Regions from separate parts of the Mus musculus genome. Here regions 2, 3, 4, 5, 6 and 7 are each linked to region 1. A link is a contact called in public promoter capture Hi-C data. All regions are on one chromosome and are shown on one strand. The core of a region is the stretch at or near the end of the contact, and the rest is flanking DNA. Distances in the headings are between cores, read along the strand shown.

What was found. Promoter capture Hi-C pulls out the DNA fragments that hold promoters and counts their contacts.
Region 2: a promoter capture Hi-C map of liver shows a contact between it and region 1, with 8 times the contacts expected there. The contact joins the promoter of Ndufa8 here to the promoter of Pdcl in region 1. A contact is called at or near these places in 14 of 39 promoter capture datasets (the 3T3-L1 cell line, the C10 cell line, the HPC-7 cell line and 9 more), 3 of 484 Hi-C or Micro-C datasets (CD4 T cells, the HPC-7 cell line and LSK cells), 9 of 115 datasets of contacts at active chromatin or transcription factors (acute myeloid leukemia, astrocytes, embryonic stem cells and 4 more) and 3 of 9 other capture datasets (embryonic stem cells, liver and macrophages).
Region 3: a contact with region 1 is called in a promoter capture Hi-C map of the 3T3-L1 cell line, with 14 times the contacts expected there. The contact joins the enhancer-like site here to the promoter of Pdcl in region 1. A contact is called at or near these places in 5 of 39 promoter capture datasets (the 3T3-L1 cell line, cranial neural crest, embryonic stem cells and 1 more), 5 of 115 datasets of contacts at active chromatin or transcription factors (embryonic forebrain, embryonic stem cells, forebrain and 2 more) and 1 of 9 other capture datasets (embryonic stem cells).
Region 4: a contact with region 1 is called in a promoter capture Hi-C map of pre-B cells, with 7 times the contacts expected there. The contact joins the promoter of Psmb7 here to the promoter of Pdcl in region 1. A contact is called at or near these places in 5 of 39 promoter capture datasets (the C10 cell line, cranial neural crest, liver and 1 more), 6 of 484 Hi-C or Micro-C datasets (CD4 T cells, CD8 T cells, natural killer cells and 1 more), 1 of 115 datasets of contacts at active chromatin or transcription factors (large pre-B cells) and 2 of 9 other capture datasets (adipose tissue and liver).
Region 5: a contact with region 1 is called in a promoter capture Hi-C map of pre-B cells, with 5 times the contacts expected there. The contact joins the promoter of Rbm18 here to the promoter of Pdcl in region 1. A contact is called at or near these places in 18 of 39 promoter capture datasets (the 3T3-L1 cell line, 3T3-L1-derived adipocytes, the C10 cell line and 12 more), 7 of 484 Hi-C or Micro-C datasets (the Ba/F3 cell line, CD4 T cells, the G1E-ER4 cell line and 4 more), 14 of 115 datasets of contacts at active chromatin or transcription factors (the 230-238 cell line, the SCID.adh cell line, astrocytes and 10 more) and 4 of 9 other capture datasets (adipose tissue, embryonic stem cells, liver and 1 more).
Region 6: a contact with region 1 is called in a promoter capture Hi-C map of liver, with 4 times the contacts expected there. The contact joins the enhancer-like site here to the promoter of Pdcl in region 1. A contact is called at or near these places in 13 of 39 promoter capture datasets (the 3T3-L1 cell line, 3T3-L1-derived adipocytes, the C10 cell line and 8 more), 2 of 484 Hi-C or Micro-C datasets (adipose-derived mesenchymal stem cells and granulocyte-monocyte progenitors), 1 of 115 datasets of contacts at active chromatin or transcription factors (stem cell-derived neural progenitor cells) and 1 of 9 other capture datasets (macrophages).
Region 7: a contact with region 1 is called in a promoter capture Hi-C map of cranial neural crest. The contact joins the enhancer-like site here to the promoter of Pdcl in region 1. A contact is called at or near these places in 10 of 39 promoter capture datasets (the 3T3-L1 cell line, the C10 cell line, the HPC-7 cell line and 6 more), 2 of 15 datasets of contacts at CTCF or cohesin (large pre-B cells and pro-B cells), 3 of 484 Hi-C or Micro-C datasets (the AML12 cell line, B cells and cortical neurons) and 14 of 115 datasets of contacts at active chromatin or transcription factors (astrocytes, cardiomyocytes, embryonic midbrain and 8 more).

The regions. Positions count from the first base shown.
Region 1 is chr2:37,358,065-37,360,590 of GRCm38.p6, reverse strand. Pdcl (phosducin-like) reads left to right here and starts at 1,259. Exons shown (of 4, transcript NM_026176.3): 1 at 1,259-1,448.
Region 2 is chr2:36,048,068-36,050,593 of GRCm38.p6, reverse strand. Ndufa8 (NADH:ubiquinone oxidoreductase subunit A8) reads left to right here and starts at 1,256. Exons shown (of 4, transcript NM_026703.3): 1 at 1,256-1,402. The coding sequence starts at 1,352. Morn5 (MORN repeat containing 5) reads right to left here and starts at 1,121. Exons shown (of 5, transcript NM_029309.2): 1 at 1,019-1,121. The coding sequence starts at 1,065.
Region 3 is chr2:36,076,263-36,078,788 of GRCm38.p6, reverse strand. All of the region lies in intron 4 of Morn5 (MORN repeat containing 5), which reads right to left. Among named protein-coding and RNA genes, the nearest start is that of Lhx6, 27 kb to the left of the region's middle. Within about 2 kb of position 1,263, at least 14 of the 459 cell types and tissues checked have an H3K27ac peak or open chromatin away from gene starts, as enhancers often do.
Region 4 is chr2:38,642,637-38,645,162 of GRCm38.p6, reverse strand. Psmb7 (proteasome (prosome, macropain) subunit, beta type 7) reads left to right here and starts at 1,257. Exons shown (of 8, transcript NM_011187.1): 1 at 1,257-1,322; 2 at 1,712-1,805. The coding sequence starts at 1,261.
Region 5 is chr2:36,135,445-36,137,970 of GRCm38.p6, reverse strand. It overlaps Rbm18 (RNA binding motif protein 18), which reads left to right and starts at 1,267. Exons shown (of 6, transcript NM_026434.4): 1 at 1,267-1,489. It overlaps Mrrf (mitochondrial ribosome recycling factor), which reads right to left and starts at 1,573. Exons shown (of 7, transcript NM_026422.2): 1 at 1,272-1,573.
Region 6 is chr2:36,158,209-36,160,734 of GRCm38.p6, reverse strand. It overlaps Mrrf (mitochondrial ribosome recycling factor), which reads right to left. Exons shown (of 7, transcript NM_026422.2): 5 at 1,045-1,136. Among named protein-coding and RNA genes, the nearest start is that of Rbm18, 23 kb to the right of the region's middle. Within about 2 kb of position 1,259, at least 8 of the 459 cell types and tissues checked have an H3K27ac peak or open chromatin away from gene starts, as enhancers often do. A contact at or near this core is called in liver, where this site is marked.
Region 7 is chr2:36,201,999-36,204,524 of GRCm38.p6, reverse strand. No RefSeq gene overlaps it. Among named protein-coding and RNA genes, the nearest start is that of Gm46735, 11 kb to the right of the region's middle. Within about 2 kb of position 1,269, at least 85 of the 459 cell types and tissues checked have an H3K27ac peak or open chromatin away from gene starts, as enhancers often do. A contact at or near this core is called in B cells, cortical neurons and forebrain, where this site is marked.

The DNA.
Region 1 (2,526 bases), core at 10-2,509:
CAGGAGACAGTGGATTCGACCACGAGGCTTGGAAGCTAGGGGTTTTTATAGAAAAGGAGTGGGGCTGGGGGAGGAATTGGCGCGGTTTCACATGATTGGTCCATTTAAACATCAGCAGCCTGTAACATTTAACTTAGGTCAGAGGGGTGGGAGCTAGGGAGGCGATGGGCTTGCCCGGGCATGTCCTGGTCTGTTCTGCTATGTTCTCAGCCCCAGGTTTCAAAGCTCAGAAACAACTCTTTGGGCTATTTAACATACATTACATGAATTACAGTTTTATTTCCTTTCAGTTGACATCTTTCCAAAGAGACGGTCCAGGAAAAGCCCCAGGTCCCATTTGAGTTTTTCTCCACTCCAGCTCTTGCCTAGCCCTCAGGTTAGGTCTCCAGGTTAACTTGGGGGCACTGGGCACCCTTCAACCTGGGGGCCACAGTATGTTATCCCTGCACAGAACTTGCATGGCAGGGGTAGCAGTGGGGGTGGGATGGCATGGGGAGGTACCTTGCATTTCTGAGTCTAGCCCAAATACTAGCCCAATCCTGGGCCAAATGGGTGGACGTTGGAAGCTTAGTCAGGTCTGATGGCTCATCCAGCTCTCCCACTCCATCACCCCCACCACCCAGTTGGGGCAAGAAGATGAAATTCTAAAATGTGAACATAGACAAATTTGCAGTAACATCTAGGTGGTCCTAGAAACAGGAATCAAGAAACCCCCTTTTCAAATTAAGAGCCCTATCTTAAACGCTGCATTTTATACAAATCGAGCAAATTTGATATGTTTTAATTAGCACACGGTTTAATTTGCAATCTCACAGTTGTGTACAAGACACGCCAACTAAGCAGTTTGAAATCATTTGAGGTTTAACAAAAGTTTTCAAACATAGGGTAGTTTCCTTGACTTTTTTTTTAATCTAGAATTTTCAAAGGTAATCATTATACATAACTGTTGTAAACTCTGTAAACTACAGAGTCAACTATTTGACTAACATTAGTTGATAAGAGTTATTCAAATTTCTTCAGTTGTCCATGCTCGTTTCCAGTCCAGCAATCCAATTCAGGTTGTCATACAACTTCTGTTCTTTGAGTTACTTATTCTTGAAGAAGTTAATGTTTTCGAGTTATTTTTCGCCTTAATATTCCTTTGTAATTTGTCTCGAAACTTGGAACGTAAGTTAATAAAAATTTCATATTTAACTAGAAATACACATCTACGAGTTTTGTCCTAAGCTAAGACCCGTAGCTCCTCCTCAGACGCCGAGATAAGCTTCTTGTGATTGGGTAGCGTGCGTCCGCCGCGACGCCGGAAGGCCGTGTGATTGGTCCGCAGAGTCCACGGCAGCTTTTTCTCTGTCGCTCAAGGCTTTCGGCCACTTCTCTTTCTCTAGGCGAGCGTCCTTTGTTGGTGACAGGAGCTGCTAGTCTAGAAGGAGCAGACTGAGCGAGGCGAGGTAACTAACTGCGCAGGCGTCGGCAAGGAGGAAGCGGCGGGCCTAGACATGGGTGGGGCAGGAGTTTACGCGCCTTGGGCGAACTACTTTGCTTCCCGGCTCCTGGATCCCAATTCCTCTGTACTTCTCAAATTCCTTTGGAGACTCGGAGCGTCCCTCCTCAGTACCGCCCTCTTCACTGTGCCCTCCCCTGCCCTGTCCTCCTCGCTACTCCGCCTCCTCAGCCCCACCTTCCTTATGGCTCCGCCTTCTCCACTCCGTCCTTACAGCTCTGCTTTACTTAACATCCTGTCCCTGCCCTTTTGTCCCATAAGCTCCGCCTTCCTGGAAGCTTAGCCCCGCCCTTCTGTGTTCCACTTGTGCAGCCCTGTCTTCTTCACTGTCCTACTTTCTCTTAACACTCTTAACTGCCTCTCTTGGAAGCCTTTCACTGGCCCTGCCCATATCACTGCTCCTCCTTTTCTGTGCCTCTCCTTAGCTCCACCCTCTTCATGATCCTCCACCTCTTCAAGTTTACTATCCCCACTTGAGGTTTACTTTCTGCACTGCGGGTGCATGCCACTTCTGTCTGCCAGTGTTCTCACCTCTCAGCAGCCCAGTCTCCTCAGTACACTCCTCCTCTTCTGGCCCCGTTTTTCACTCATCGGACCGAGTTGTGGCCCTCTGGCACATCCCAGACAAGGAAATTGTAAAAGTTTTCTTCCTTCCCCTGGTGCTGGCACTTTCCTCTTGGTTGCTGTTCAGCGTGCACAGTGCTCTGTCCTGACTGGAATCTGCTGTGTGGGAGAGAGGTAAATTGTAATAGAGTAAATACCATATGTTAAGTCTCTTCTGAAGGCAGCGCAGTGTTGATATTTGGTATGCTTAGAGGAAGGACGTTTTTGTTTGTTTGTTTTTGTTTTTGACTAGTCATTCCTGCCGGAGTCTTTTTTTAATTTATTTTAATTAATTAATTAATTTTTTTTTTTTTTTTTTTTTTTTTTTTTGAGACAGGGTTTCTCTGTGTATCCCTGGCTGTCCTGGAACTCACTCTGTAGACCAGGCTGGCCTCGAACTCAGAAATCTGCCTGCCTCTGTT
Region 2 (2,526 bases), core at 7-2,506, 1.3 Mb after region 1:
CATCCCATTATATATATTACTGCCACTCTCTCTAAGAATCTGTCCCTGTGCTTGGCTAGACCACTACTCCTGCTTCCTCAAAACACCCTGCAGTTCCTCTAGCCTGTGCATACAGATCCTCCTTCATCTCTGCATCTCTACAGCCCCATGAAGTGCTTTATAGCCCAAACAACTATCGCTTATCTGTCCATTACCCACCCCCCCAGCATCGGCCTCTCCAGCTCTAAAAAATTTTCTGCTTTCTTCATCCAGAGCTGCTGGCAAGGCAAAGTGACCATCTCACATGTGGTCTGCCTCTCTTGACCACAGGGCTGACCTTGATTACTTGTCATAACTGTGTTACGCTTAACCGTCCCACTGTGTTTGCAGGGATTCTGACCAGGGTCAAATTCAAAATCTGGACACAGAGAAAAATCAGTATTTGCCGAATAGCACTTTCTTTTCTTTTTCTTTAATATTTATTAATTTATTATATCTAAGTACACTGTAGTTGTCTTCAGATATCCCAGAAGAGGGTATCAGATCTCATTACAGATGGTTGTGAGCCACCATGTGGTTGCTGGGATTTGAACTCAGGACCTGTGGGAGAGCAGTCAGTGCTCTTAACTGCTGAGCCATCTCTCCAGCTCTGAATACCATTTTCTAGTTTTCTTTGCCTGCATAATTTTTTAAATATTTATTTTTTAATGTGTATGTTTTGCTCTCATGTATATAATGTGTACCATGTGCATGCCTGGTGCCTACAGAAGCCAGAAGAGGAACTTTGGTTACAGATGGTCATGGGTGCAGGGGATACGCGCACGCGCTCGTACACACACACACACACACACACACACGAATGAATGAATGAAAGAATGAATGAGTGAATCCTACCTATGCGACTTATTAGGTATCTGTGCTTGAGCACTATAGTTGAACAAGTTTTTGAAAGCATTTGGCTGAGGGTCCTTGGCGGAGGCTTAAAAACAGTTGTCTTTCACTAGCCTGAAAGTGGAGACATGGACGAATGGGGGCTTACCTCCCGTTTATGTATTCCCCGAAATACTGGCTCCCGGTGTACTGCATGTTAACAGCTAGTGTCTAACAGACACCAACTTCAGCTGTCTTGGCGTCACTATGACAACCAGGAGATGTGGGCGGAGACCAGATGAAGCCCCGCCCCTCGGGACCGCTAGACTTCCTGGAATGGCTTACGCTTCGCCTCCTCCAGCGGCCCTAGAGCAGTGCGCTTGCGCGTCGCTGGAGACGCATGCGCAGATGGTACCGGGCAGTCTTGGCCAGCCAAAGGGGACTTGAAGGAGACGGGCGACACGGCCGAGGGCACCTGGTCAGGGTCGCGGCTACCGCCGTCATGCCGGGGATAGTGGAGCTGCCAACTCTGGAAGAGCTGAAAGTGGAGGAGGTGAGGCTCTTCCTGAGGGCAGGCGGGAAGCCTGGGATTGCAGCTTTCAGGCGGGCCCAGGCACGGTTCCGGCCTCTGCGACCTGCATGGTCACATCTCGCCTTGGCTCCAGCCATTCCTGTGCGCACTGCGACCGGCCTCTCTTCTTGTGAATCGGGTGATACTTTCCATTAGCATCACCTAGCCCCTTGCTCTCCCTCCCGGTGAGGCGAGCCTGCCTCCTCTTGGTGCTCACCTTCCCCTTCCAAGTCTGTCAAAATCTCGGTGCAGAGCAGGCCTGGGTGCCGCGGCAGCACACAGTACGTGTTGGACAGTGAGTCTGGCATGGGCCAGGGTGTTTTGGTAATGGGACACAAGTAAAGCATTTACTTCTTCGAGAGACATTTAAGTATTTGTTATGTGCACGTGCAATGGGAAGTAAGAGACAGTGCCCAGCTCTTATAGTTTATAGTTTTATAAAGAGACAGATAAAGAGGCTGTACAGCACAGTGCATGGCTCTGTGAAACGTGAAGTAAAAGTGGTGTGCTATTGTAACTATCACAAACATGATCACTCCATTTCTAAAGGCCGGGCTGCTAATTGGAACACAAAGTAAGGTAGGGTATAACTGGTTTCCCTTGTAGACCAGAAATAGGCCCCAAGAGTAGAAGCGATTTGCCCAAGGTCACATAGACAGTGTATGGAAGACTTGTAACAGGAACCCAGATCTTTTCTGAAACCCAGCCTGTTAAATCTTTCAGCCAAAGTGCAACAGAGTGAGGAAGGACTTGTAGAACCGTGTTGTCGAGGAAGCTGAGAGCTGTCTGATGTCAGCCTACTGTTAGATTAGCGGTGCTAAGCCTCTAGAGAAGTCACTGACGAGGCGGGAACAGTTTGGACTTTATACTGTGAGACAGAGGGAAAAGATGGCTGTGTTGTCATGGCAGGCACTGTGTTGAATGTTCTCCTATACGACTTCACGTAGGCTCTCACAAACCTGTGAGGATGGCAACTTGGTATTTTCCTCAGATGAAGAAATTGTTAGCATATTTATATGAAATTGACTTAGAGGCGAGAGAAAGGATTTTCCTATCAGCCAGTCTTTTATTCTTATCCCACCGTGTAACTGGTCAAACATGAGTTG
Region 3 (2,526 bases), core at 14-2,513, 1.3 Mb after region 1:
TACACACATATCCAGATCCAGTCCCTCCCCCACCACAACAAGAACCCACTCTAATGGCAGGGCATGCACCCCTAAAAATGCATGCAGTTCTATAAAATTTGTCCTCTTGTTTTGTGTGCAAATGTGTTTTTAATTTTTGAGAATGGCATTGCGTTGTGAGCCACATTGTGTGGGACGTCTTTTGCTCTGCTGTACGGTTCACTTTTCCTGTTCTTTGCTTCTTACCCATGTCTCATGTTTCATAGCTGGCTGCACCTACAGCTGACTCTGCCCTCCTTGTTGCTTCTAATTTCCCCAAACCAGGAACAGCAGGAACAACACTGGGACAGAGTTCTGGGGGCTCCTGCTTTTGTGGACACATGGAGAACTTGCCTGGGTTTTGTTCTGAGGGGAGCACCATAGGAAAGCATGGATTTTACTTGCCTGTGCTCCCACCAACCACCTTATTGCCTGCCCTTCTTTGTCCGTCCGTCCCCCCCCCCCCGTCCGTCGTCCCCCCCCCCCCCCCCCGTCCTTCTGTGCCATCCCTGTTTTCTGGCTGGCTACCTCTAGGCTACAGAAATGGAGGTGCTTACTCCTTACCTCTCTTTAGCCCACTGCCTCAGGTAGGAGGGAGGGACTCCCCATTCTCTTTAGGTGATAAAGACTAGACACTAGGGACCAAGGGGAGTCCCTGAAAGCTGCAAAGCAGATGGCTAGTAAAAAACCTTCCCTCGCCTCGGGACCTGCCTCCTGTAAAAAGCGCCAGACCCACCGTGAGAAGAGGTTTATGAATAGCTGGATGTGCCACACAAACCCTGCATCGCGTTGGGTCTGTAAAAATCCAGCAGGGGTTGGGAAGAGCATGCTTATTCTCAGAACTTGTCTCTGGCCTGTGAACTCTCAGCAAGGTCATCAGGAGCCATAGCCTGACTTCTCACCCCAGGGTAAGATTGATGATGCAGGAGCCAAGGTTGCTTCCAGAATGGCTAGCCCCATCTACCCTCGTTATTTCTTTGCATGTAACTCAAGACAAAAAGCTTGCTGTTGAGCATGCTCTGGCCTTGGGACCTAAGCAGCCAGTGGCCTCAGTTTCCCCTAGCAGGCTGCCTGATTGTCCTAGCCGAGGCTGGCAACCCAAGGGTATGTGGTGGGGTGCTACACTGATGTGTCAGCACACAAGGAGTTAATCGCTGGTGGAGCCCACTTTCGCCACACTGTGAGCAGCCTGGTTGATAATTACAGTTCTGAAGTCTCCAGGCTATTGGAATCAGTGCAGCTGCAGCCTCTTCAGCGGTAACCCCTGAAACCAGACAAACTGGGTGTATTGTGCTGAACCAGTCCTCGGGCCCCTCCCTGATCGTTACAAATTGACAGCAATGGACTTAACAGCCCTCTTTACCACCCTGTTCACTCTCTACCTGGCTGCATAGCCACCAATTTGAATCACAGATGCCTTCTCTCGGGCAGCTGCTCCTCCACCCTCCCTCCACCTCCTGGCCCCTCCTCTCTGGCCCTGCCACGCCAGGGTGAGGCTGCCGGAGCACATTTCATCAATATTTAAAATGGAATTAAACCTGTAGCTTTGATTAATGCCTCCTGGAGCCCGAGAGTAGTGATTACTATTTTGCAAATTGCGATTGTTGGAATATGTTAATATGATTGTCTGAGAACATCTTCACCTTCTCGGGTAATTTCCCTCCTTTTTTTGGCAGGAGGGGAGGAGGAGGGGAGGAAAGCAAAAAAAGATGGGGAGAACACCCCCACTAACTCTTTAATCAATTGTAAACGATCAGCCTTGGCAGAGGGAGGTGGGGGTAGGGGTGGAGGGAAGACTTCTGTGTGCGTGCATTTAGCAGCATCCTACGGTTCTGGATCTGTTGGCGTGGCAATGCTACTCTGGGACACTATCCTAAGGAAGTCATCTAGTTGTCTCCATGCTGTTTAGAATCAAGAGAATGGAAAATGATGTCTGTTTCTAAACTTAGGAATGGTTACTTTGCTGTCCATCCATCTATCCATCCATCCATCCATCCATCCATCCATCCATTCATTCATTTATTCAACAAATGATTGCTAAATATTGTACATGCCAGCAACCTACTGGCATGGGGAGGAGGACAGCCGGCTTTCACTGTAAGCCATGGGGAGGGGATATTTAGCAGCCAGCAGAAATGACAGTTGTGAAACGTGTATGACAACAGAGGAAATGCTTTTGATGAGATAATAAGCCAGAATAAATGAGATGATGTGAAAACAACAAAACACCCCCCCAACAACAACAACAACCACAACCATCCATGGACTTTTATAGATAGGATGCCCTGTGTACAGTTGTGACTCGAAGGAAAATTAAAGGTGATAAAGTGAATTGTGGCAAGTCAGAAGTGGGCGAGAGAGCTTTCCCTTCTTGTTCTTGGTGTTCCCCACATCTTCTGTCTCTTATGGGTATTGGTCAGAGAAGAATTTTAAAATAATCCTTGTTTTTTTCTTCTTTTTTGTCCTGCCCTGCAGTGAAATGTCTTGGTGCTTTTTATGTGTTTTGCT
Region 4 (2,526 bases), core at 8-2,507, 1.3 Mb before region 1:
ACTTCCGCAGCAAGCCTCACATTTCCATCAGTAGAAGATTTTCTTAAAATTACATAACACTGCACTCATAGTGCTGGGTAACATTATGAATTCTGTGCCCATAAACAATCCAGTGCCTCTCCTTCAGCCTTAACAACTACTGATTCACTTTATGCTTCTGCAGATTTGCCTATTTTGAGATACTTCATACAAATGGAACTCTCTAAGGCTGGGGAGATGGCCCAGAGGGAAGATGACTGAAAGAGTAAAGTGGAGAGTGGTGGAGGACTCCCAACATTAACCATACACCCACATGTACCCACAGGCATGTGAACATGATTACCACATGAATGTATAGTATATCACATGTGAATGTAATTATACAATGTGGTTCTTCTTCTCCATGCCTAGTCTCTTTATATTTAGCAAATTGTTTTCCAGGGTCACCCCTGATTTAGTAGGTATCACATTCCCTTCCCTTTTACGGCCTAATACTGTTTCACTGTGCTGATATTCCACATTTTGTTTACTCATTCATCCGTCAATGGGCATTTGTGTTGTTTCCCGATTTGCCTGTTAGGTACCTGGTTGCTATGCTCATTTGCCTAGAAGCATCTGTGAACTTAGCTTTCCAGTTCTTCTGGGTAGGTATGACAGTGATAATTTTGGTTTAAGATCCAGTTCGTTTTCCGGAGCAGATGACCGTTTTATATTCCCACCTGTCACAGAGAGTTTTTCTCTGTCCAACTCCAGTCATTGTAGTGGGTCCAAAGCAGTGTCTCACTGGGGGCTTGGGGTTGCCTTGTCCTCGTGACTCAGGGCACGAAACGTCTTTCCATGTGTCTGTTTGCCTTTCTGAGGAAGGTGAAAGCTCCGTTACACACTAACAGTAGGAAATAAGGGAGTTGAAAGGGATTTGCTCAGCGGCTTTGCCTGGACCTGGGGTGTGTGGATGTCCCTGATACACGCCGGATTCTAGTTTAACCGCAGAAACAGATCTGGTCTGAGCGTCAGGAGATTTGGTTATTGGGGGAATTTTATTATCTGATTTAACAAATTCCATCCCTTCGGCTGATCGTCAGTTTCCCCTTCCCAGGACTTGAGGCAAAACTACTTCAAAGACCCAAGCCTCTCTAGGAAGTGAGAACTCAAGAACTCTATGTCCAAGAGCGCCAGTTCGAAGTTTGCCCCGCCCTCTCGTCCCGGTCTCTCGCGGCGCCGGAAGTGCTAAGTTCTTTTTTTGTCGCTCCGCCCTCGGCCCGGAAACACTTTCTTGGCAAGATGGCGGCTGTGTCGGTGTTTCAGCCACCGGTCGGAGGCTTTTCTTTTGATAATTGTCGCAGGTGTGTTCATGCCCGGGGGCGCGATCGGGACCCGAGTGGGAACTCTGTACGCCGGATCGGAACTGGGCTGCGGCCGGGGTCGGGGGCGTGAGGCGAGCGTGGGGATGGTGCCCGCGGCCGTGTGACTCAGGGAATCGGGCCCCAGCGCGGGCTGCTTCTGAGGCCGGCGCGGCCCTCTCCCCTTGCCAGTGTGTAAGGATTTGGACTTTCCTGTGGCTTTGGAGGGATTGGGTCACCGCCCCGATCTGTAATTCCTCGCCGATGGTGCTAATAATGGGAGAATCCAGTGATCACACTGGGGTGGAAGAAAATTGAGTTCCTTCCTAAGCACCCACTCTTCTCGCCAGTGGTCTTGTCCTCTAACACTTGATTTCTGTGCCTTCCCTTAGGAATGCTGTCTTGGAAGCGGATTTCGCAAAAAAGGGGTTCAAGCTCCCGAAAGCTCGGAAAACTGGCACTACCATCGCGGGGGTGGTGTATAAGGTAAGCCTAGACAGGCCGACCGTAGCGGTAACTGACCTATTAACCGTAGTTAGACCACTTGGACTCAAGCTTCCAGCTAGAACTGTCAGAGTGCATCATGAGAATCGGCTTTTATTAGGGAATGCCTTGATCAAGAGGTTTTACATGTTAAATAGTTTGTATTTACTCATTTTGAAGTTTTACACATGAGGGCAATTTGGCTTTTCCTAAGGTACTCTAGGAAGCAGGATGCTACAATGGGAAAGCACAGAATTTGGGATTAATTGGTTTGTTTAGATGTTTAATGCTTCCATACTGTTTCTAGTGAACTACTTGGGCAGTTTAGTCCCCCCCCCCCCCCCCCCCTTTGAGACAGGGTCTCATTATATAGCCCCGATTGTTGTAGATCAGGCTGCTTTAAACTAGAAATTTACCTGCTTCTGCCTCCACAACGTTGGGAGAGCCACTCTGCCCTCAGCCTTTTTTTTTTTTTTTTACAGAGTTAAATCTCTATCCATCAAATGGAGATAAATCCTGAAATAAACTGTAAAGATAATAAAGGCTAGCGATTAATGTTGTTAGTGGGGTGAAGAGAGTCACATTTCAAAAACTAATAGAGGTGACTGTTTCCTAAATTTTCTCTGTGTATGTGCTTGTACATATGCTATGGGACAAGTGTAGAGGTCAGAGAACAACTTGGTGGAGTCCATTCTGAGCTTCATGTGGCTTCTTACAATGGAAT
Region 5 (2,526 bases), core at 18-2,517, 1.2 Mb after region 1:
ATGGATCACAGCTCTACCCCAGATGAGAACTATAGCAAATAATTTCTCCTAATTTGGTTTTGTATCCTCGGCCATTCACTGAAGGAATCAAATCAAGTTTCCTGGCTTTCCAACTATGGGTTCTCTAAGATTCTGGGAATTTCAATGGAATGTGGTCAAAAGAGAAAGCACTGTGGATCCGATCCACCATCTGTGGTGAAACCACCCCGAGCATGCAGACCTTACAAGAGGAAGAGACGAAGACCCTTATGGAAGGTCTCAGTAAAGGTTGAATCCTCGGACACTATAGAAAATGTTAAGGCCAAGATCCAGGATAAGGAAGGAATTCCTTCTCTCAGCAGAGGCTGATCTTTGCTGGCAAGCAGCTGAAAGATGGCCATACTTTGACTGTAACATTCAAAAGGTGTGCTGAGACTTCATGGTGGTCCTGAGAAAAGGATAAAGGGTTATAGCACTGCCAAGAAGAATAAGAATAAGAAGGTTAAGTTGGCTGTGCTGAAATACTATAAAGTGGATGAAAATGTCCTCCTGATCAACATGGGGCTAGAGTGTTCATGGCTAGTTACCTTGACAGACATTACTGTGGTGAGTGTTGCCTGCCTTACTGCTTCAACAATCCAGAAGACAAGTAGTTGTGTGTGAGTTAATAAAAACACAGGAATGAGAAGGAAAAAAAAAAAAAAAAGCACCAAACTTTGAGATGGCCTAGGCAACTGTCCTGCTTCTAGTGCTTCCTAAGTATGTGATCTTAATCTGTAAAATGTGCCAGAGTCACGGGAATGATGAAGCACCATCGAAATGACAACTGTTTGCCCACTGGTCAGCAGAATGATGATTTTAAAAGCCCCAGGCATTCGACTCAGGCCTGGGTGGAATTCAAACTTCATCACTTGGGAGACGCGCGACCTTGGTAAAGACAGCGCTTGAGTTTTTGTTTCTTCATCACCACCGGGAATAATTACACCTCCGCGTGTAGGGTTGTTTGGAAAAGGCATTATTCCTGTCAGGTGACGTCTTAAGCATCAGGAACTATTTACCAAGTTCCCAGGCAAGGCTCTAAATGTCGGCTGAGTGACAATGGCCCCGCCCCACCCTTGTGAGCATAGAAGTCCCGCCCCCGGCCTTAAGGTCCAGCCGAACTCTGCTGAACCAGTCACGGATAGTATCCTAGCCCTACGAGGTCCCTCCGAGAGCCTAGAAAAGTGTCACCAGAGCTCGAATCCCGCCCACTCCTTGAGAGCCGACCCCCACACACACTCAAGGCCACTCACCAGCTACGGCCGGGACTATAGAGAAACACACGCGGGACAGCGGAGGTGCGGGCGTCATGACGTCACGGGCCAGCGCGGCGGCGCAGGCGTAGTGCGTCACGGGCGGCCAGGCGGCGAGCGGTGTTTCGGCAGAGGTAACCTCAGGTCCTTCGCTCGGACCCCAGCGTCGGAAGCTGCTTTCGGGGCATGAGCTGAGGGCACAGCTCTGAGGCTAGCAGGTGAGTACCCGAAGCTCAGTGCCATCCTGGCCGCGGGGCCTTGGCGAAAACCATCCTCACCCGCAGGCTTCTAGGCCCCGCCCCGGATTGTCCTGTCTCTGGCCGGAAATAACAATCCCATTAGTGACTTCGCTGCCAGGAATCGGGGTGCCGTGGTTGTTGGCCTGACCCCGTGGTTAACGTGTAAGAATAAGCGACCCCAGTCCCCTCCTGACTTTTAGAGTAGATACCGCTCAGCCGGGAGGAGTAGATTGGCATTTGTGAACATGTTACTCAAAGGAGTTGTCGCCTTTGCAACCCCCAAAAGACTTGATAGTCACATACTAACTTATTAGACTTTACTGTTTGTTTCTCAAAATTTCATGAGCTGAGCTGTCACATGTATATTCTTATTTAAAATGACCACGTGATGCAGGAATTTGTCTCCATCTCAGGAAAGAAGAGAATTGAAAATAGTGCCAACTCTGAGCCAGGCAGTGTACAATATGCTGGGCATAGAGAACCATGATCAAGGCCCTATGCCATAGGAGCTTTTATTATTTTAGAAACATAGGCAAAAAGTAAACTACTCATTGTGTTCACACACAGGAGCAGAGATCCTGAGGAAGATACCTAAGGGAGGGACTGTTACTAAAGGCACAGTAGTTGGAAAAGTTGATTTTGAGTCGAGTCTCTCTAGCCCCATGTCCTGTACTCTTCCTATTTATACATGGCCTCTTTGGCATGTTTAAGTATCTTTTTGGTGTTACAGTTGTTTTTAGACGTGAGAACATCAGAAGTTCTAGCATTCAAATCCAGCATTCTCAGTCTGAAGTAGTGCAACCCCCAGTCACACAGCTTTCTCAGTGTTGGGTGAGTTCTCAGCATGGTTCTGAAGGCATTAGGGGTAGAATTTGGCAGAGCTACAGACTTTAATGAGGTACTCTCCTCATAAGGGAACTAAACTGAAGAGTCGTTAAATGATAGTGCCTGTCTCAGTATCTGTCAATTACTTCAATATTTTGCCGTTTTTAAATTTAGTTCTCTTTTTCAAAAAT
Region 6 (2,526 bases), core at 10-2,509, 1.2 Mb after region 1:
CATCGGTACTTGTCCAAACCCTGCTCTCACTAACCTTTCTTTGAGCTTCAGGCACACCAGATTTTCTATTACTCAAACATGTCACCATCCTGTCAGTTCTTTCAAGAAAGAGTTACATTGTGTAGATCAGACTGGCCTTAAACTTCTGACTCTCCTGACCCCACTTCCCAAGTATTATCTTTTCTTTTTAAAAATATTTTTAATTTATTATTGGTGGGGAGGGGTTGCTGCCACAGCCCACACGTGAGGCCAAAACAACTCTGTAGAGTCAGTTGCTTCTTTCCACCTTTATGTGGGCTCAGGGACTGGAGTCAGCCTATCAGGCTTCTATGGCAACGGTTTGTTTTTAACCCACTGAACCATCTCATCAGCCCTGTCTTCTCTTTTCAATTTTAGGAACAAAGATCTATTTTTATTCATTTAAAACCCCATTAAGAAACAAAACAAAAAACCATGACTTTGGATCTATGCCTTTAATTCTTCAATTACCAAAGACTAATGTAAAAATAATTCGATAGGGATTATGGGGTTAGAGTTGACAAGTGTCAAGTTGCTTTGTGATCTGAGGCCTTTGCTTGCCACTCATCTTTCCTGGACTGTTTCCCCTAGGCTGATGATTCTGCCTCCTCAGCAGGCTCTCAGCAGAAGCATTAGCTCCTTACAGAATCCCCACACACTAAAACTGCCCTGTCCTCTAACTCTCCCACCACTCGCCCTCACTTGAATACCAATGCCTTTTATCTCCTCCTAGAATTTACTTCACGTGAGCTGTGATGACTCTGTGTGCTAACTTGTCCTAACTTTCCTGCCAGAAAGTGTGAGGACAAGGGGTTCTGAAATTCACTGCTGTAGACCAAGCATCTAGCACACATAGGTATTCGGTAAACAAGACTGTACCAGCAAACTGATCTTATAGCACAGCCAGAGTAAAAGACGCAGGTAAGTGAGCCACATCATTGGCCCAAGAATGCTGCAGGGCACTGGTTTCCATCCAAGGGCAACTACCCCACACCACTGGAATACGTGGATTTCAGCCAAACTTACTTAGGAATGGGTACCCGAATTAGTGTTCCTTCCACTTCTGGGTTCAGATTCATTCCACTTTCTCTTATAGCCTTGATAGCTGCAGCTGTACACTGAAAACCAGATCAAAAGGTAAACAGAATTAGTAAATAATTATTACCAGATGCAAGCCCTCTGTCGATAACTGGCAACCCATCTTGGCAGAACATGGAAACATTTAGTTCTGTTACCAGTAAGATCAGGAAGTTACACTGGTGTAGAGTGCTTTGATCAAGCTGAATAGCAAACTATGTCCACTCCTGGTACCAGTGTATTGCGGAAGGAAAAAAGAAAGAGTAGAAAAAAGAAAAAGAAAACAGCTCTGCTTCTTTGAAAAGATTTCAATGGTTTGAGGCAACACAGATCAAAACCACAATAAATTCTCAAGGGAGGAGGGCTGGTCTGTGCAAAGATCGGTGCAAAGACAGATGAAAGATTTCATACGTTAAAAAATCCAGTTGACATTTTACACTCAAAATATACCAGTGCCAATGTGGAATGAGTAAATAAATTTAACTCGTTCACATCTACACTCAATACCAAGCTTACACACACTTCAGCATAAGCAATAAACCTCCAATGGTATGCACAGCAAAAAGGGGAGAATGGCAGAAGAGTCAAAGCACGATCTTGGAGTCAGAAAAGCTTCAGTTTATATCCAGCTCTGGGACCAGGATCCCTGCGAGGTATATTTGATCATTCACAATCAGAGATGATGAGGTACCGGGACATCACTAAGACAGTGAGTGAGCTAAAGCACCTTACTCAGTGATTGGCACTGTTAACATTCAGTAAGAGCTGTTAGTGTGTGAATAAACTGTGTCCGTGTACTGAGCACAAGTTAATGGCAGAGTCAATGGAAGCATTACACTGAAACACTATCACCCTAACACCCTTCAGGAGCCCCTCTGACAGGCCCCCTCCCTGGTACAGAGTCCCTAACACTCAGCCTCACCTTGTAGCAATCCTAAAAGCAACAGAAAGTGGGTGGAAGACAACAAACTCACAAGAACAAGGCTTCTGACATACTCAAAAGTATTTCAGGTTTTTCCAGAGCAGATCATGCCATGCCACTGGAATTCAAGGCCAATCCCTGTCTTTGAGTTCCTCTCCAGCTCTTATGTCTGAAAGGCACGGAGGGTGGCACACACCAATTTTATTTCTCCAAGCATCTCACTGTTAATGTTTTAGAGGAGGTATCTAAAAAACTTCCATTCCATCTTTAAATAACCTTAATTCTATACCTGTATGAGGTCAAAATGTCAAACTAGAATATCCACACCCAGGTGTGAAGAATCTAAAGCTTTAAAATGGCATTTCTGGCATAGACTCTCAGGTTGGAAAGGGAGCTGTGATATAACCAAGCACCAGCTGTTGACTGTGAACAAGTGGCCTACAGGGTAAAGCCAAATCCTTTAGAACAGACAGCATTCTCTGACAACCCAAGAAACAGGCAATAAAGAC
Region 7 (2,526 bases), core at 20-2,519, 1.2 Mb after region 1:
ATTCATCATGGCCACTAGGAACACCTGGAGGCAAACTCTGATGAGAAACTCAAGTCAGTCTTAGAGACTCTGTTTAGCTCTAGGGAAGGTGATTTCAGCTCCCATGTCCGGCTTGCTACCTGCTGACCTCAGGGCTATCACAGGCAGGAGAGCAAGGAGAGATGGGCTGAGAGACTCAGAGCCCAGGTGCAGACAGACAGGTGCTTCTGGGGCAGGGTGCAGAATGCCTCCATTCATCAAGGGATCCTGTGAATCAGAAATGAGCTCTGCATTGAAAGAGCTGGCCAGTCCGAGGGAAACAGAGTTGCCAAACATCTGTAAGAGTCTGTAGGAGTCTCGAGAGGCTCAACTCCTTAAGAGTCTTCCTTCATCACAAAAGAGCTGGAGAAATCGAGAAAGAGACGGGGAGAACAACTATGAGACAGGTTTCAACTCTGCCAAGTGCCTTAGGCTGGCTTTCACCGTTTGCTGATTGCTCTCAGAACCACAGCATAAGCTCCCACAAGGAATAATGATGCTATAATGATAATAACAACAGCACCGTGGGCTCTCATCTGGTCAGAGCCACCACGTAGCAGGAATGCTCAGGGAGACCCACCAGCTAGTTGCTAAAACAGTAAAACACATGTTGTTAAAAAGAACCTCCACCGAGTCACTTCTAGCATCCTGCCGTGAGCCCAGGTGCCCAGGTCAGGGGCTCCACTGTCCATTTTGAGCCCAGATAGTCTGCATGCCTATGCTTCGGATCACCTGGAGAACAGACTGGGAGTCCTGGGCCAGCGTAAGGCTAGACACAAGCCCCCTCCACCGCACACCACCCCTGGCTCCTCGAAGCCCCTCTCCCAAAGCCTGAGCAATCAAGGCTGCCGCCTCCCCCGGCTGGAGCTAGTGCCCGCCTCCTCTCAGCCCCTCCCCTCCGCTGCAAACCCAGCTCATTTGCATGTGGATCGCGCCTGCCACCACGGGTGCTGGGGTCAATTGAAACTCAAGAAAAGAGAAGAAATTTATGCAAAACTGTTGATTGCATTTGTATGTAATGAAATCATCCAATATTCATCTGACTATAGAATCTAATCTGAGAAGAGAACTGAAGGACATGAGTGTCACTGCAAAAGCGTAATGAGCCACTGTAGTGATTAAAAAAGCTCTTGAGCCTTCTGAAAAATCCAGGCAGAAATAGCGTCTAATCAACTCTGAATATAGGAGGCGAGATTGGGCTGGCGCGCTGCGCACGGCCCGCCCGGGCGCCGGGGGTGCTCGGTAAACCCTGGCGGTCGCGGTCTGTGGGTGCCAAGCGCCTGGCCACAATCAGCTGAGGCCTCGGTGCACAAAGCAACCCGCCTCTCACCACGCAGAAAGAACCCAGTCACAGCTGCTACGAAGAGCAGCTTGAGGTTTCCGCGCCGCCTCACGCACCCACCCACCGCACAGAAGGCCCCCTCCTGAGTCTTTGCTCCAACGGGAAGGGTTTGAGAATCCGGGTTCGCCACACCTGGATGCTCCTTGGGTCCAACCAACCACAAGCAGGGGAGAGTCGTGTCTCAGAAGCCAGGACTCATCCCTCTGAGATGTCACCTGGGAGAGATGTTCTCTGACATCCCTCTCCACTCTAGCGTCGGCTTTGTCTTCCTGTACTTGGCGTTATCTTATGATTTTACCTGGGGGATGTCAGTCTCTTCTTTCAGGCTGAGAGATCAGCAGCCGTATGGTGACTGGTTCACCTCTGGAACCTGTGGAGGCAGCCTCAGAGGATACTCAACAAGCATGGACCAAGACGCAGACGCGTTTGATGAATGATAAACCCACCCTATGCAGCTGACAAATACTGTTAAATCCATTTGTTCATTCAGCAGGTCCTTGCCAAATGGACAATGTGTGAGGCTTCCTTCGTGGCACTGAGCAGGCTGTGGGGGATTAAGAAGGTTCCTGCCATCTCAGCACTCAAGGTCTGGGCAGAAGGAAAACTAAAGGCTACACACAATCAGATCGGTCGTTGTGGTGAGGCGGAAGGTCCAGGGGCATAGGACAGCTGTCAGTGGACACTGATAGAACGGATCGGGATCTGAGTCTGGAGATGAGGCGCTGGGTTTCTCAGGTTCCGATGCCCCTTTACAATGAACTGTACGGGGACATGGATGGTTACAGGAAAGGCGATGGTTTATTAGAGCCGAGAGGCTGCTGGAACCAGGCTGCTGAAACCTTTCCTCCGTTGTGATCTGGCTCCACGGAGGCAAGAAAGAAGTGAGGCAGGACCTCAGTTATGAGTCATTTACAAAGTACCCGCCCCTCCCAAGTGCAGGCGACTAGGGCTTTACAGAGCTGCTCCCTTGGCTAACAATGCTCTCTTAAACTAAGGGCTCCCAACCTCTCCATGTCGCCTTTTGCGTGCTAATCTCTGGGATTTCTCTTTCTGTCTCACTAACTCAGCTAGGGAAGGCTACTAAAAACTAGGGAAGGCTACCATGCGGCAGTGGTCACTTCAGTCTGGAGCATTCTGGGTAGAAGGAGCAGACTTTGCAAAGTCCC